Linked DNA regions of Capsicum annuum: region 2 is linked to region 1. The links are chromatin contacts, called in public Hi-C maps. All regions are on one chromosome and are shown on one strand. Each heading gives the region's core, a stretch centred on a gene start, on an enhancer-like site or on the middle of the called end of the contact. The rest is flanking DNA. Distances are from core to core; before and after follow the strand shown.

Region 1 (7,574 bases), core at 2,379-4,878:
AGAAGTTTTAAGAAATATTTAATTATAATATTTTTTTGTTAAGTAATTATAGCGTATTATTAAACTATATTTAAATTCAATTTAAATTATTTATAGCGCAAACTATATAAAAATTGAGCCGGGGGTCTATCGGAAACAACCTCTCTACTTCTTCGGAGGTAGCAGTATGGACTGCGTACATCTTACCCTCCAGACCCTACTTGGTGGGAATACACTGAATTTATTGTTGTTGTTGTTGTTGCAAATTATATAATTATGACATTTGAGTTTCATCAAAAAGATATACAAGAATTATTGTATATAACATTACGGGTGTATTCTGTATGAACGAAAATATTTTTCATGAAAAGTGTTTTATTAAAAAATATGTTCAAGGAAATTAAATAAATGAGTTTCTTATTTATTTTCTTGTATTTGATATGTAAACAAAAAACAATTATTCTAAAAATATTTATATAAAATTTAGACAATTAATACTTGGGAGATAGGGGTAGTGGGCAGAGGCAAAGCTACCCTTAGGGTAATGTGGTCATGAGCACCCGTAACATCAGAAAAATTGTATGTATATATCTCAACTAGTGTATATATTTTTGTAGTGGCACCTAGCAACAAAGGTACAATGGTTCCACTAGTTACAACCCAATTTTTTGTTGTTTTTTTCTTTAGTTTTCAGAGAGTTCCATCCAAAACTTTGTAGTTAGTAGTTGATAGGTAAAAAGTTATATGCATCCGGTGTATATATCAAATTAATATTTTTTATCATGATTAAGTGATTAAATTAAGTAAAATACTTGTTAATTAATCATGATTAAATAACATGAACTCAGGAGTCGTTTGGTTTGGAAATTGTTATCCCGGGATAACTAATTATCTCGGGATAAAATAAAAGAACATATTTTCCTTTGTTTGGTTGGAGGGATTAATCTAACTCGGGATAACTTATCCCATCATTTTCCTCTTAGTGATGGGATAACTTATCCCATATACATGGTGGGATAAGTTATCCCGAGTAATTCCGGGATAACTAATCCCGGTATTAGTTATCCCGGGATAACAATTTTCAAACCAAACGATCCCTAAATTCAAACAACTGTCATGCATGTATTAATTTGGTGTATACACTGAGTGCGTGTAAGTTTTAACCGTAGTTAATATGTCTACGTTATTTAAAGAAAGAAATTGTATGTATTAAAGGCGGCGCCTTTGCTTTCTATTTCTGAGTTCGTCTCCGGTGGTGGCCGCGGATGGTACTAACAGGAGTGAATGTGAAATGAGGTATGTTGGATGGTGTGGAGTGTAATTAATACAACCAATGTGAAATGTCATGTGCAGAACTTGTTTTCCTACTTTCACTAGGAAGATCATTTTTAAGGAATTTATTTTTTCGTGAGAAAATGCTCCCAAGAAATGGTGATCAATAGAAACTTAGAAAAGTGAAAACTCCATGTCGGACACATCCTAAGTTGTATTAGTCTATCATGACTTGCATGCCACAATTCTGCAACATGTTTTTTCTTCTTATTGCTTGTAACTTTGAGATAATGAGGATCTAATATAACACGTCAGGCTGATTTACAGTAGAGAATGGGGGTTTTCAGGAACCCCTTATTCGCTATCGTAAATTTTATAATTATATAAAAAATATATTAAGATAACATGTATACGCAATGAAAATTCATAACCAAATAGGTAGTCTTGTTCAGTGACGAGTATATATATGCATATATATCTGTATATGTATTTATAGGAATACATATTTAACTCGTATATATATATGAGTTAGATATGTATTTTTGTAAATACATATGCAGATATATATGTATGTTTTGTACTTTAAATAAATATGATTACCTATATGTATATGTATATAGTTGGCTTTTTTGTTATAAAGATTTTGTATCCTATATGTTTATATATACATATGAAATATGTATTTGTATAAATACATATACAAATATATATGTATGTTTTGTACTGTAAATACATATGCAGATTTGTATGTCTATTTATTTTTATATATTTTTTTGAATATGTATATGTATATAGATATTTGTCTTTTAAAAATAAAAGATAGAGATAGAAAAAAATAGAAAAAGACAAAAAACGGAAAAGAAAAATCCCAAAAAATAAAAGAGAAAAAAAGAAGAAGAAAGAGAAAAAGAAGTTAAAAAAAAAAGAAAAAAAATAAAAGAAAAAAAAAGAAAAAAAAAAAAAAAAAAAGAAGAGAAAAAAATATGAGAAAAGAAAAAATAAGAAAACGAAAAAGAAAAAAAACGAAAAAGGAAAAAAAAGAGAAATAGAAGAGACAAAATAAAGTGTAAAGAAAAAGTGGAAAAGAAAAAAGAAATCAAAATTAAAAAAATAAAACTATAAAAAAAGAAGATGAAGAAAAATTTACAAGAAAAAAGAGTTAAGATTTAAGAAAGTGAAAGAGAGAAAAAAAATAGTAATGATTATTTTTTTTTTTTGAATTTTTGAAGTTGAGTTTGGTTTGAAAAATGAATCTAATAATTTAAATAAAAGTAATTTATGAAAAAGAATTGCTTTAAAAGATATTTAATATTTTAAATACATGAGATAATTATTCCTTATTTAACTCAACTGATTTGAGTAAAAGTAAGACAGTAAATCTTTACTGTATATGTATTTTAGTAGCAATATTTTTATAAAATATAAATATAAGTTGCTATTTCAGGTAATTATGAAATAATTGATATGAAACTCCTAATTATGAGGTTAAATTTGCTACTTATGGAATTTTTCCTAATTAATATGCTATAAAATCGGAAAAGTTGCTAAGAAGTTGGAAGAAAATCAATGCAAGTTTTTTTAGCCTAAGGAAAGAAAAAAGTGAGGTTTTGTGTTTTAGAACTATAAAAATAAAAATAAAAAAGATTTTTACTAGAAATAAAAAAAAGGTGTATTTTTAGAATCTAAAACCGAAAAGGGATTTTAATTTTTTTTTTTTTCAGAAAAAGGGTATGTTTTAGAGCTAAAACTGAAAAAGAATTTTACTTTAAAAGAAAGGTAAATATCAATTGACAAGGCACACATTTACAGGGGTTCACAAGCTGCTTATGAATTTCAAAGGCTCCTTAAATTGGAGAGAGGTAAAATAATAGAGTGAAAAATAGGAAAAAAGAGTGAAACACCCGTGTATAGAGTTAATGGGTAAAAAAATACTATTTTTACTATAAAATATAATTTTGAGAAAGTGTTGCTATTTATTATAATTATGATCTTAAGTTTGTCACTTCCTGTAATTTTTCATATTAATTTGCTCTCTCCATTTGATTTTACTTGTACTTGTCATATTCACTAAGAAAAATAATTAATAATATAGTTATTTTATCATAGCATATAATATGATGTTTATATTGTATACTAAAATTAATTTGAAGAAAAAGATAATTAATATTTAGAATAAAATAAAAAAAATAAGAAAAAAGAAGTTATAGAAATAAAATTAAAAAATTTGTGCGAAGTAAAAATGAATGAGTAGCAGTTTATTGAATATTCCCCAAGACAAAAGATTCTCAAAGCCCATGAGAGTGAGAGTGACAGTGACCCTTTGAATCTATGACTGCCAACTTGGAGATTCATCTAATACTTCCAATGAACTGAAAGCTTCATCTTATCTTTGACTTAAAAAATTTCCATAGACTTTTGTTACTTCATAACATCACTAGAAAATGACTTACTTTGTTGGCATCAACTTATTATTTGTTGACATATCATGATTTTATTTTTAGTACTAGAAAGATTCTAAGTTTGTTGCTTATAAATGGTTTGTTTTGTTCAGATGTACTATAATTAGGAGATCCTTAAATGGCTTCCTTCCTTACAAGGTGTCCACCTTTCCAATTTTCATCAAAATATTATACTGCAAGTGTTTCTGGAGATAGTTGTGTGAGGCAAAGCAGCTTTTTTGGAGGAAAGCCTGTTCTTAATCAGCAAATTGGCTACTCTGTCATTCTTGGTTTTGGAGCTTTTTTAGCTGTCTTCACTTCCTTCCTGGTAATTCTTGTTTAACCTTTCTTTTGAATCGAAAAAAGTCTTTCTAACCCGGACTACATTAGTTATGCTGTTGCTGATGTTATTGTTGACTCACTCTGTTTCATGTTTTAGTCAGTCCCAAGAGGAGCTTGTATATTTACTGGCAATTTAACAATAAATTTTTCATTTTACGATTAATGAGATGCTTTATAGTTTTTAGCCACATAAACTCTATTGCTTGTTTTAGACTACAAGTTTCAAAAATCTTTTTTTACATTCTTGAACTCTGAATTAGTCAAACACTGTTACATAAATGGGAACTGAGGGAGTACTAATTATATATAGAAATCTTCAAATTTAACTTTTCATTTTACTCTTTATAACATGTTCTTATAGACATCAAATTGTTATACCATGTTTAGAGCATAAAGATACTTTTGATATATTCCAAAAATATGCCTTCTTTCTTAAACTTAATGTTTACTCAAATACATAAAATGAAACAGAGGGAGTATCTCTTTTACCGGAAATCTTTGGTGGGGGGGGGCAGTTATTTTGGTCTTAGGAGCAACCTTTTCCACTTTTCCTTCTTTTATAAGTTTTCAGAAGAACTGGCTTTATAAATTTAGTAGCTAGTCTTTCTTGATTCTGTAGAATGCACATGTACAAGAATTACTTGGCCTATTTGATTCTCTTTGACAATATGGAATTTATGTATATTTCTTCTTTTGTTTGTGTACTTATTTTGTTGTGATGTTATAAGGTTTGGCTGGAAAAAGGATATGTTGGTTCACGTCATACTTCGGAATGGTTCAACACAGCTGGTAGAAATGTCAAAACAGGACTTATTGCAAGTGTGATTGTGTCGCAGGTACCATGTTTTGTTGCTGCCTAATGCCAATCCAGCCAAGAATTTGAAACTTTTGTGTTTCTCTAAGTTATAATCAACTTAATATTAACCGCTTTTGCAGTGGACTTGGGCAGCTACAATCTTGCAAAGTTCTAATGTAGCTTGGGAGTATGGAATTAGTGGACCCTTTTGGTATGCAAGTGGAGCTACTATTCAGGCACGTTGACAATCATCCTTTGATATTTTGACCTCAGAAAGATAAATTCTTTTGGTTGTTTCTAAAAAAATTTGTTACAACAGGTCCTCCTTTTTGGCGTGATAGCAATAGAGATCAAACGGAAAGCCCCTTATGCTCATACAGTGTGTGAAATCGTAAAAGCAAGGTTTGTGGTGAACTATACTAAAGATGAACATGACTCTGCTGTATATGTATAGTCTGTTGACTAGTATTTACTCATCTTTTCAGGTGGGGAACTGCTGCTCATCTGGTTTTTCTGGGGTTTTGCTTCCTGACAAACATTATAGTAACAGCCATGTTGCTTCTCGGTGGCTCTTCTGTTGTCAATGCACTCACTGGTGTTAACATTTATGCTGCTAGTTTTCTTATCCCTCTTGGTGTTATAGTTTACACCTTAGCAGGAGGGCTAAAAGCCACTTTCTTGGCTAGCTATATACATTCCGTCATAGGTATCTACTTTTTACTCTTTATATCGGCTTTACTCTTTTTCACGCGCTCATCTAAAACCAATCTGCGGCTGTTGATTTCAGTACACGTGGTCTTAGTCATCTTTGTGTTCCTAGTATACGTTGCAAGCGGTGAACTTGGCAGCCCAAGCATCGTTTACAGACGTTTATTAGAAGTAGCAAGCAAATCAAGAAGTTGTCTAGAGCCAATCTCCCATGTTAGACAATCTTGTGGTCCTGTTACTGGGAATTTCAAGGGGTCTTATGTTACTATGTTGAGTTCAGGTGGTCTCGTCTTTGGTATCATCAACATTGTTGGCAATTTTGGTACAGTCTTCGTTGACAATGTAAGTTTTTCATAGAATATATACAAGAACTAGCTTATATAAGTTTCTGCAACAATCCTTTCCTGATAAAAAAAGTATGACATTGCAGGGATATTGGGTAAGTGCAATTGCTGCAAGACCATCATCAACACATAAGGGCTATTTGTTGGGTGGTCTTGTTTGGTTTGCTGTGCCATTCTCCTTGGCGACATCGTTAGGTCTTGGAGCACTAGCTCTTGATCTACCAATAACAGCAAGTGAGGCTAGCCACGGACTTGTTCCTCCGGCTACAGCTATTGCTTTGATGGGAAAAGGGGGATCAATTCTTCTCCTCACGATGCTCTTTATGTAAGTGCCTAATCAAGAATTACTCATGGAAAATGTTCTGTTAACTGTCAATTGCATGACTTCGTCTGTGTTGATTAGGGCTGTCACATCAGCTGGTTCGTCTGAGTTAATCGCAGTCTCTTCATTATGTACGTATGACATCTATCGTTCTTACATCAACCCGGATGCAAGTGGAAGACAAATCCTAAATGTCTCAAGAGGAGTTGTCTTAGGCTTTGGCTGTTTCATGGGCATTTTAGCAGTAATTTTGAACATGGCTGGGGTCTCTCTAGGTTGGATGTATTTAGCAATGGGAGTTTTCATAGGATCAGCTGTTCTCCCAATAGCTTTCATGCTTTTATGGAGAAAAGCAAATGGTTTTGGTGCAATCCTAGGGACAGTTAGTGGCTGTTTGTTAGGTATTATCACTTGGTTATCGGTCGCTAAGATCGAGTATGGAAGGATAAATCTTGATACAACTGGTAGAAATGCACCAATGCTTGCAGGAAACCTCGTTTCCATACTTACTGGTGGAGCTATTCATGCTGTTTGCAGCATTTTAAGACCTCAGAATTATGATTGGCAGACCACAAAACAGATCACTGTAGTTGAAAAAGAAAAGAGTGAGTTGCCACCAGAAGAGTTCAAAGAGGAAAAACTCAAGAGAGCCAAATCCTGGATAATCAAATGGGGCATCGGTTTCACAATCGTGATAGTAATTCTCTGGCCTATTCTTACACTTCCTGTGGGTAAGTCAAAAAGATTCAATCTTTCTTCAGCTTCAATGTATTTCACAATATGAGTGCTTGATGATTAACTAAGTTGCTAACTTGATAATGCAGGGCAATTTAGCAAGGGATACTTCACATTCTGGGCTGTAATATGTATTGCATGGGGTACAGTAGGATCGGCAGTGATTATTGCTTTGCCATTGATGGAAAGCTGGACAACAATCCAAAGTGTGCTTAATGGCATGTTTACAAATGACAGAGTGATGCAAAAATTAGAAGACTTAAACTCCAAAATGAATGCATTCGTTGTAGCAATGCCTGAAGTAGAGAGGGTGTATTTACTTGAGAAAGAAAGAAGCAAGAAAAAGGAAGCATCAGAATCTGATCAAATTGTTGCTTCACCAAGTCACTGAATTTCCAGATTAAAAATGGGGATCAGTGTGTATTTGAAGTCTTAAAAAATCACAGGGAGCTGCTTAGTTCACGTGCAAAATATAAAGGCCTATACATATAAGAGGCAAATCCAGAATCTTAGATCTGATAGATTTCAATCTTTTAGAGTTTTTAGCACTGAGCTCACTGTATATATTCCATGTAAAAATACCAAATTTGATTGAACCCATAGCACTAAGGCTACTATATCTGCCGCAGATACATACT
Region 2 (7,574 bases), core at 2,929-5,428, 140 kb before region 1:
AATACCAAGTCTTCCTTCCTTTTTGCTATGATAAAATTGTTCCAATTCACCAAATGGGAGCAGCCCTTAGCTTCCAATTCACCAAATGGGAGCATCCCTTAGCTCCATTCTTTTTTGGAATCAAGGCCACATAAGTCGTATTAATGCTTTTTCACGGAATTCGTGATTATAAAAAATTTTCAAGTCTCCACGATGTCTTCCTTCAAAGTTTCAAACAATTCTGGAAAAAATTTCACACTGAATACCCGTCTGGACCCGAGGCTTTGTCAATTGTATATTACAGTTTAACGCACTAGCACTTGCTCTTTATCAAAGTCCCTTTGAAACCACAATTTTCAGTCTAAAGTGACAATTAGTTAGTCATCATTAAGTCTTCCCTGTTCCTCCCAGGAGTGGCTCAACGGAGTTGGTGGCCTTAGCCACCAATTCTCAAACTTAAAATTAAAATACAATGGGACGATAATCAGATCAGAGTTTTGGTAGCAAAGATTGTTTTATGTTGTTGAAATCCTCATCCAATAAATCGTGAATAAAAATCTGTCGATTCTTGATGAGATATAGTGATCATTTCCTCAGTTCCACGTATAATTTTCCCCAAAGAAAGGAGGCTTTATTAGTTCAACATCATCAATAGTCTCTCAGAGTTCAATCGTTATTGTACTATGTCACTATTTCTTCCTTCAGCTGCAAATCCTGTGTAATAAAATGGGACAATAATCAGATGAGAGTTTTGGTAGCAACGATTTCCTTATGTTCAAATTTTCATCCCACTCAACCAAGAACAAAAATCTGTCGATGCATGATGAGATATCGTGATTATTCCCCTAGTTCTGCATACAGTTTCCCCCATACAGAGGAGGAACTATTAGTTCAAATCTCCGAGAATTTAAGCATTGTTGTTGTACGTCTACCACTATCTTTTTCTATCTGCTGCAAATCTTGTGGTGTTAAAAGTTTCAGTAAACCACCTTCACAAACCCTTCTATATCACATCACCAAAATTTCAACTACTTCCAAATGTGCAAAATGCACCAACATGTTGCTCAATAGCTGCTTAACCAACCTGTACGTTGCCTTCTAGTTTTGTTTCCAGAAAGCAGTAATCGCCTGCTTTCCACGTGGGAATATATAACTATTCTCTTTGCACTTCTATTAAGTCCCATATTTCTCGACTCCCTTGCTTGAATTTAACATTGAATTCTGATTTCTTAAAATCATTCATACCTCCCCGGTTCTGATTAGGAAAACTTGTGGTGTTTGCTGTGTCCGCCCCCTTCTTAGTTAATGGGGCACAGCAGGTTCGACATCATCTAATACAAAAGAGAGAATTCCATTCACATTAACCTTCAAAATTGAGCCCGTATTGCTTACTAAAGTTGATCACATTCTTGTATACCCATAAAGAAGATTCCACTTCAGCTGCCAGTATAAGATTCTCCCTCGAAGGAGCTTCTTCGGTCAGCTACAGTTTTAAGTTCTATAAACATCGGCAAAGGAGTTTCTGGAATTTCAGCAGGAGAACTTCACTTGATGGCCTCAATCGCCAATTAAAAGAGGTCCCTCTTATTCTCTTGCATTTTTACGCCATACACCCAATTAATGTATTAGTGCAAACACGCCATACGCCCAATTAATGAATTAGTGCAAACACCCACAACGCCAATTATCTTTATTTATCATTGCGTCCTAATTTTAACCTCGTGATTCATACTTAACTAAGAAACTTTGTGCCCCAAAAGAATGGCAAAGTAAACAAACCATGATATATTTTCATCAAGAATGTCTAATATCCTCCAATCATACAGAGCTCATCGTACTCTACCTCAAATCTCAAGAGATTCATGAGGCAGCAAAGAACCAACCAAATCCACACAAAAATATGTACATCAACACTCAAGATTAGTAGTACCTACTACATAGGTCTATTACCAGTCCAAAAAAGAACATAACAGTGACTTTTAGCTTGATATCTCTGATCTCTCTGTTTTATTAGTGGCTTAGTGATACCCAAGTGGTGCCGGTGAGTCCTTCAGCTGTTGTCCCTGGTAATGAATGTCCTGCAATCAAACCCACATAAATTAGTTAACCAACTCTTTGGACAAACGTCAATCATTTCAAGAAAGTTGAGATCATCAGACACATGAATACTTACAGATGCAAAGTGGTTGACATCACGGTGATGAGCCTCATCAGCCCTAACAACCAAGACAACATCGCGGAGAGTGGAGTCCTTAGGCAGGCGCCAGTAATCAATGGCAATAGCAGGAGCAGGGACGTTCTCAATGTTGCCATTGTCCAATTCCTTGAGGAACTCGGTGTAGGAATGGATAGCTTCTTCTTCCAGATACCCCACGATACGATGAGCCAATTTGGGAGAAAGAATATAAGTAACAAAGTAAGCGTTGAAGAAGACACCTTGCACTGCAAAGACCAGAGCTCGCTCGTACCACTTTGGCTTAGCAACTTCCATGAAAGTCATGAGATGCATCCTCTCATTTTCAGCTTCTTCTAGTAGAGCTTTAATCCATCCACCACTCTGTTCGAATCGCCTCAATGACTTGCAGTGCAACAACATACCTCCCACCATTCCTGGCACTGCTGCCACTGTTTCTAACATCATTGCTCTGCAACCATATCTCCTCTGAACCACATTAACAACACACGAAAAAAATTAAATCAACTCTGGGTTCTTATATTTCCTTTTCCATTTGAAATTTTCAATTGGATTCATCATGAAGTAGGAAACAAAAGAGGTTTTTACAAGCTTTTCATTCCTTTCATTTGTTTGTTTCTTCCTATGTACTTATCCTAACAACATCAGCAACTACTATTAGTATTTTTACTGAACGCTAAAAAGAATGACAACTATCACCATTAGCGAATGAGGGTCAAATAATTATTCTTAAATAACACTTTTTCGAACTTTTTTCTGTGTGAATTATTTTAACTGTAACTAATTGTGTATAATAAAGGTCCGTTAGTTGAGTCTGAGAAGGGCCGCACCAAGAGGTGTGACGTACCTAACCTAATGCAAGTATTAGTGGTTGATTCCACGTTATTATGACGATAATAAAACCTTCCAATATTCTGGGATTTGGTATTAAAGACTTTCTATAACATACCTGAAAAAATATATCAGTGGGGTATCGAAGGAACTTAACAGTCCAATAAGCAAATTTGTCCAAGAACGTAACTGGCGCGTGGTGTTTCGTCAGATCTATTGACGTATCAGCTTGGTAAGTCTCCCATGGCTACATCACAAAAAAATCCACCATTAATCCCAACAAATATGTTCTCCAAAATATTAATAATAATCCTTCATACCAATTTACGTGACACTTTAAAAGTTTGAGATTCAAACAATTAAATTTTTCATATAACCTTCTAAGTATTTTGAATCGTGACTTATATTTTTTTATATAATTTTCAAATATATATATTTTGTTACAAAAAATTGATTTCATGTTTGAGTTCACAATTAAAGTTGAACTGTTCGAAATCCAAATTGTAAATAAAAAAATATGTGAAAAGCAGATTAAACTTACCCTAAAGCAATTCCATTTCCATTCAGTACCATCAGGTTTAGTAGCCTTTGTCTGCGGAACACCCCAATAACTCACTACAGATTTCTCAACACCACCGCCTGACGCCGCCGCCGCAGAACCGCCGCCGTTCTCCGCTTTCTGGTCCTTCTCTGGCTGCTTATCATCATTCAAAGCCACAGTACTAGCACTACGTGAACCCATCACCGAATAATTCCTAGCCCAATTCACCACCGATTTCTCCGACGGACTCGCCGGAAACCGATGCAACATTCCGGCACCGACGACACCGGAAACTCCGGCTCCGGCATCACTTCGCAGAAGTGCAGTTGAAAAGTAACGTGGACCCATATGACCCATCATTAGTCGGGTCATCCTTGTTGCTCCACGGGTCATCATACTCGATAACTTGCTCCGATCAAAATATATGAAAGAAATTATTTACAGGAATATTGGAAAGAAACTTGGGGAAGAAGGCAAAAGTTTATTTTGCTATATTTTGTAATTTATGTGGAGTTCCTATATATAAGGCGAGATTAATTAATTTCGTTTTATTTTTTTATTTTATGGTTGGTTCGAATAAGCTTCGCGTGAAGACTGTGTGGGACCGGCGGTTACCAAAATATAGTATTTATTTATTTATGGCTGATAATTATTGGCATTTCAGATATTTAAAAGACGAGCGGTTGGTAAATTCTAGAGGAAAGTGGAATGACTAAAATGCCACTGTTTTGACTTGAAAATCTTGTACTCCCTCCATTTTATTTTATATGTCATCATTTTTTTTTATTCGTCCCAAAAAAATATCGTCTGTTTTTATTTGGTAGCTATTTAAAGACATAATTATACTTTTATTCTTATTGATCCCACTTATAAAGATTCACTTAATTAAAAATACTAATAGTATATTATTTTAATAAAGGATAATTTGATAAAAAAAATCAAGTCTTTACTTATTTCTTAAATTTCATGCCCGATCAAATAGCGACACATAAAATGAGACGGAAGAAGTATTTGAATATGACTAGACAGTCAACTAATTCCATAAAATTTTTTGCATACTGAATTAACGATAATTTCTTCGTTGCGTGTTTCTTATCAATTACACGTGTATGTTAGATTAGCATGCATTGATATTTTATTTTATTTTTGTTTCGTGCACTGATATTTACTTTATGTATAAAAGAGTACTAAATAAAAATGTTCATGTGAAAAAGGAAGAATCTATTGGGGTGAATTTATCTTGATGAGATTACTTGTCATACTTAATAGGTGTCATAATTCATAGTTCAATTTGACTTTGTATAACTATAGTTGTTTTGAGGATAGAGCTAGAAAAAATTGAGGAGATTTATTTGATGAAAAATTAAATTATTTTAAACTTTATTAATTTTGATTTCACAACTGATTTCGACTAAACGTCATGCACCTTACCACCTTACTGAAGTTATTATAGTGTCAACTGTCAACTATGAAATAATAAAATGTAATTGGTGATGAAAATTCATCAAAAGCATAGTATATGGTCAAATCAAGTATACAAATTCCAAGGGCATTTCTGGAATTATCGGAATTTTGCAGTTTCGTATTTTATTTCCCTTTTTGTTTGGAAGAAAGCGGGTCTTGGGGAACAAGTAATAGGAGGTTTCGTGTGTGTGGACCAAGCTGAGTGTGTCCAAAGTCGTTGAATCATGCATTTGCCTTTATTGTAAGCACTATTATTATTAATTAGTTAGTTTCTTTATTAAGCACAACTAAAAAAAAGAAAAAAAATATTCCACCCACTAAAATTATTTACAATTCAGAAAAAAAAAATTATAAGAATCTATTACATGTAATTTTATTTTATATTTTTATTAAAATATTTTTATGATTTAAATTCGTAAACTTTTTATCACATAATAATCATTAAACACAAATTTAATTATTTTTTTTTCATATTACTCTCGTAAAAGTAATTCTTTTTGAAAGCTTATTTGTAAAATTCCTAAAAAGTCTTTTAAGAAATGAACTCATAAAATTGATTTCTTATTTATAATATTTTAATCACCATATTAACTGAAATGTACCCGATAAATATGGAATTGGGGACTAGTTGTTTTGTTGCCAATAATAAGACAGAGTAGCAAGCAGCCACAAACGACTATAATTCTCCCACGTCATTACATATGTCACCAAGAGTTTTTCAATTATTTTTCTTAATTTTACGTAAAGAATAAAAAGTAAACAACATAAATCACAATACTTTACTACCTAATTACTTTTTCTACTTTTATAATAATTACATAAAATCTCAAATATGATACATTAGTTAACGTCATGATACATTAATAAATTTTTAATTATGATTAAAAATGAAAAAAATTATAATTAAACCTACAGTTGAACAATTAATACGCTTAATTAAAAAAATTATTATTTAAATTATCTAATATACGTCATTTAATAACTTAGGATAACAAATATCATAAGTTTTCCTATTATGTAAACTTATGATATATTGTATTATGAGTAACAAATATCTCATTTAATAACATTGAGTTCATGATACACTACAATTCATGACACATTACATTTATTTGTGGTTACTAATACATTATTATATTTTTTGCTTAATACTTTATATGTGTAAAAATTATCTGATACATTGGATTAAAAACTAAATATCTTATGATACATTACTTTATATGCAAATACAATAGTATTATATTTACTATTGTATTGTTAATTTAAGTTTCTGGTACATTAAATTATTTTGGTTGAGATACATCACTATAATTAAGTTTGCATTATACTTGACTTATTTTTGAAAATAACTGATACATCATATAATTTACATTAAGATATAAAATTACAATTAGCTTATATGACACATTGCTGAAGAGTAAAAAAATTTTTGATGCATAATATAGTCTGACAGATGGACGAAGATTAATTAATAGAAATTGTAATAAAAACAATCAAAAGTTTTGCTTAAATATCATAGCCACTTTGTCCAGAAAGATTTGATATTTCAATCTATTTTCACAAAAATCAATGTCGTTCATATCATAATGAAATGGTGGAAATTAAAAAAGAAAGTTAATGGTGGAAAGATGAAGTTGTTAGATCTAATTGAGTAATAGATGAGAACATGGTGGAAATTCAAAAGAAAGTTAATGAAAGTTGTAACTTGAATGTTGAAATAGAAGATGAAGATGAGAATATGGTGGAAATTCAAAATGGATGAATTGAGAAAATCGTGGGATATATTTTCTGATTTTTGGCTTGATTTGTCGCACAATAAGAGGATGTGAGTGGATTTTTTTTGATGTATCAGAAAAAAGACAACTATTTTGAGTAAAAAGAAATTTTTATAATTAGTTTAATTGGATGCAATTTTAAGTAATAATAGAAACTTAAGATATGGTATAAGAATAAGACACAGGTCTTGATCGAATGAATTCAATGTTTAGTTATAAATTCAGAATTTTTAATTTATTAAAATTCTGTGACTCACGTATATTTTTATACACTATTATATTAAAAATATTTAGAATATAATTCATAACTTATATTTTAATTTTCATCTGTCACACATAGGGATTTAATCATATTCTTTTTATATAATCGTTTGATATTTAAAATTTACTAACAAGACTAATTCAGAGTAAATGAGTTCGGATTCTTTACTCATTATAGTTTTAACATTTTGTATAACACTTGATAGAGATTCAGATCAAGAGCTAAAAAATTTATTCATTCCACTGCATCTCCTCGATTATCAATTGAACATGATGAATTGACTACCTTTTATTGAGTTATTTCTAGAATTATTATGCTAATTATTTTGATACAAATTTTGAAATGGCACCTCAAATTTGGCTTTTAGTATGAAACAAATCAGCTGACAAAATTCAAATAGTTTAATATTTTAAATTCTTCAATATATTTATTGCAAGTAAATATATAGCAACTTCATTCTTTAGCATCATACTTGATATTTGTACAAAGAAAAAAAAACAGCTCAATATTAATTTAATACAAAAATAT

The links. Hi-C and Micro-C count contacts between places; a contact is called where the count stands out from the background.
Region 2: a Hi-C map of pericarp shows a contact between it and region 1, with 4 times the contacts expected there. The contact joins the promoter of LOC107870439 here to the promoter of LOC107870432 in region 1. A contact is called at or near these places in 4 of 5 Hi-C or Micro-C datasets (leaf, pericarp and placenta).

What each region holds. Positions count from the first base shown.
Region 1 is chr1:24,103,797-24,111,370 of UCD10Xv1.1, reverse strand. It overlaps LOC107870432 (urea-proton symporter DUR3), which reads left to right and starts at 3,628. Exons shown (of 9, transcript XM_016716966.2): 1 at 3,628-4,017; 2 at 4,760-4,867; 3 at 4,968-5,063; 4 at 5,147-5,229; 5 at 5,313-5,533; 6 at 5,615-5,877; 7 at 5,966-6,204; 8 at 6,283-6,932; 9 at 7,026-7,574. The coding sequence starts at 3,829. The coding sequence ends at 7,327.
Region 2 is chr1:24,245,915-24,253,488 of UCD10Xv1.1, reverse strand. LOC107870439 (ubiquinol oxidase 2, mitochondrial) reads right to left here and starts at 4,178. Exons shown (of 4, transcript XM_016716977.2): 1 at 3,546-4,178; 2 at 3,123-3,251; 3 at 2,153-2,641; 4 at 1,742-2,057. The coding sequence starts at 3,941. The coding sequence ends at 1,998. It overlaps LOC107853552 (ubiquinol oxidase 2, mitochondrial), which reads right to left. Exons shown (of 4, transcript XM_016698547.2): 4 at 7,444-7,574.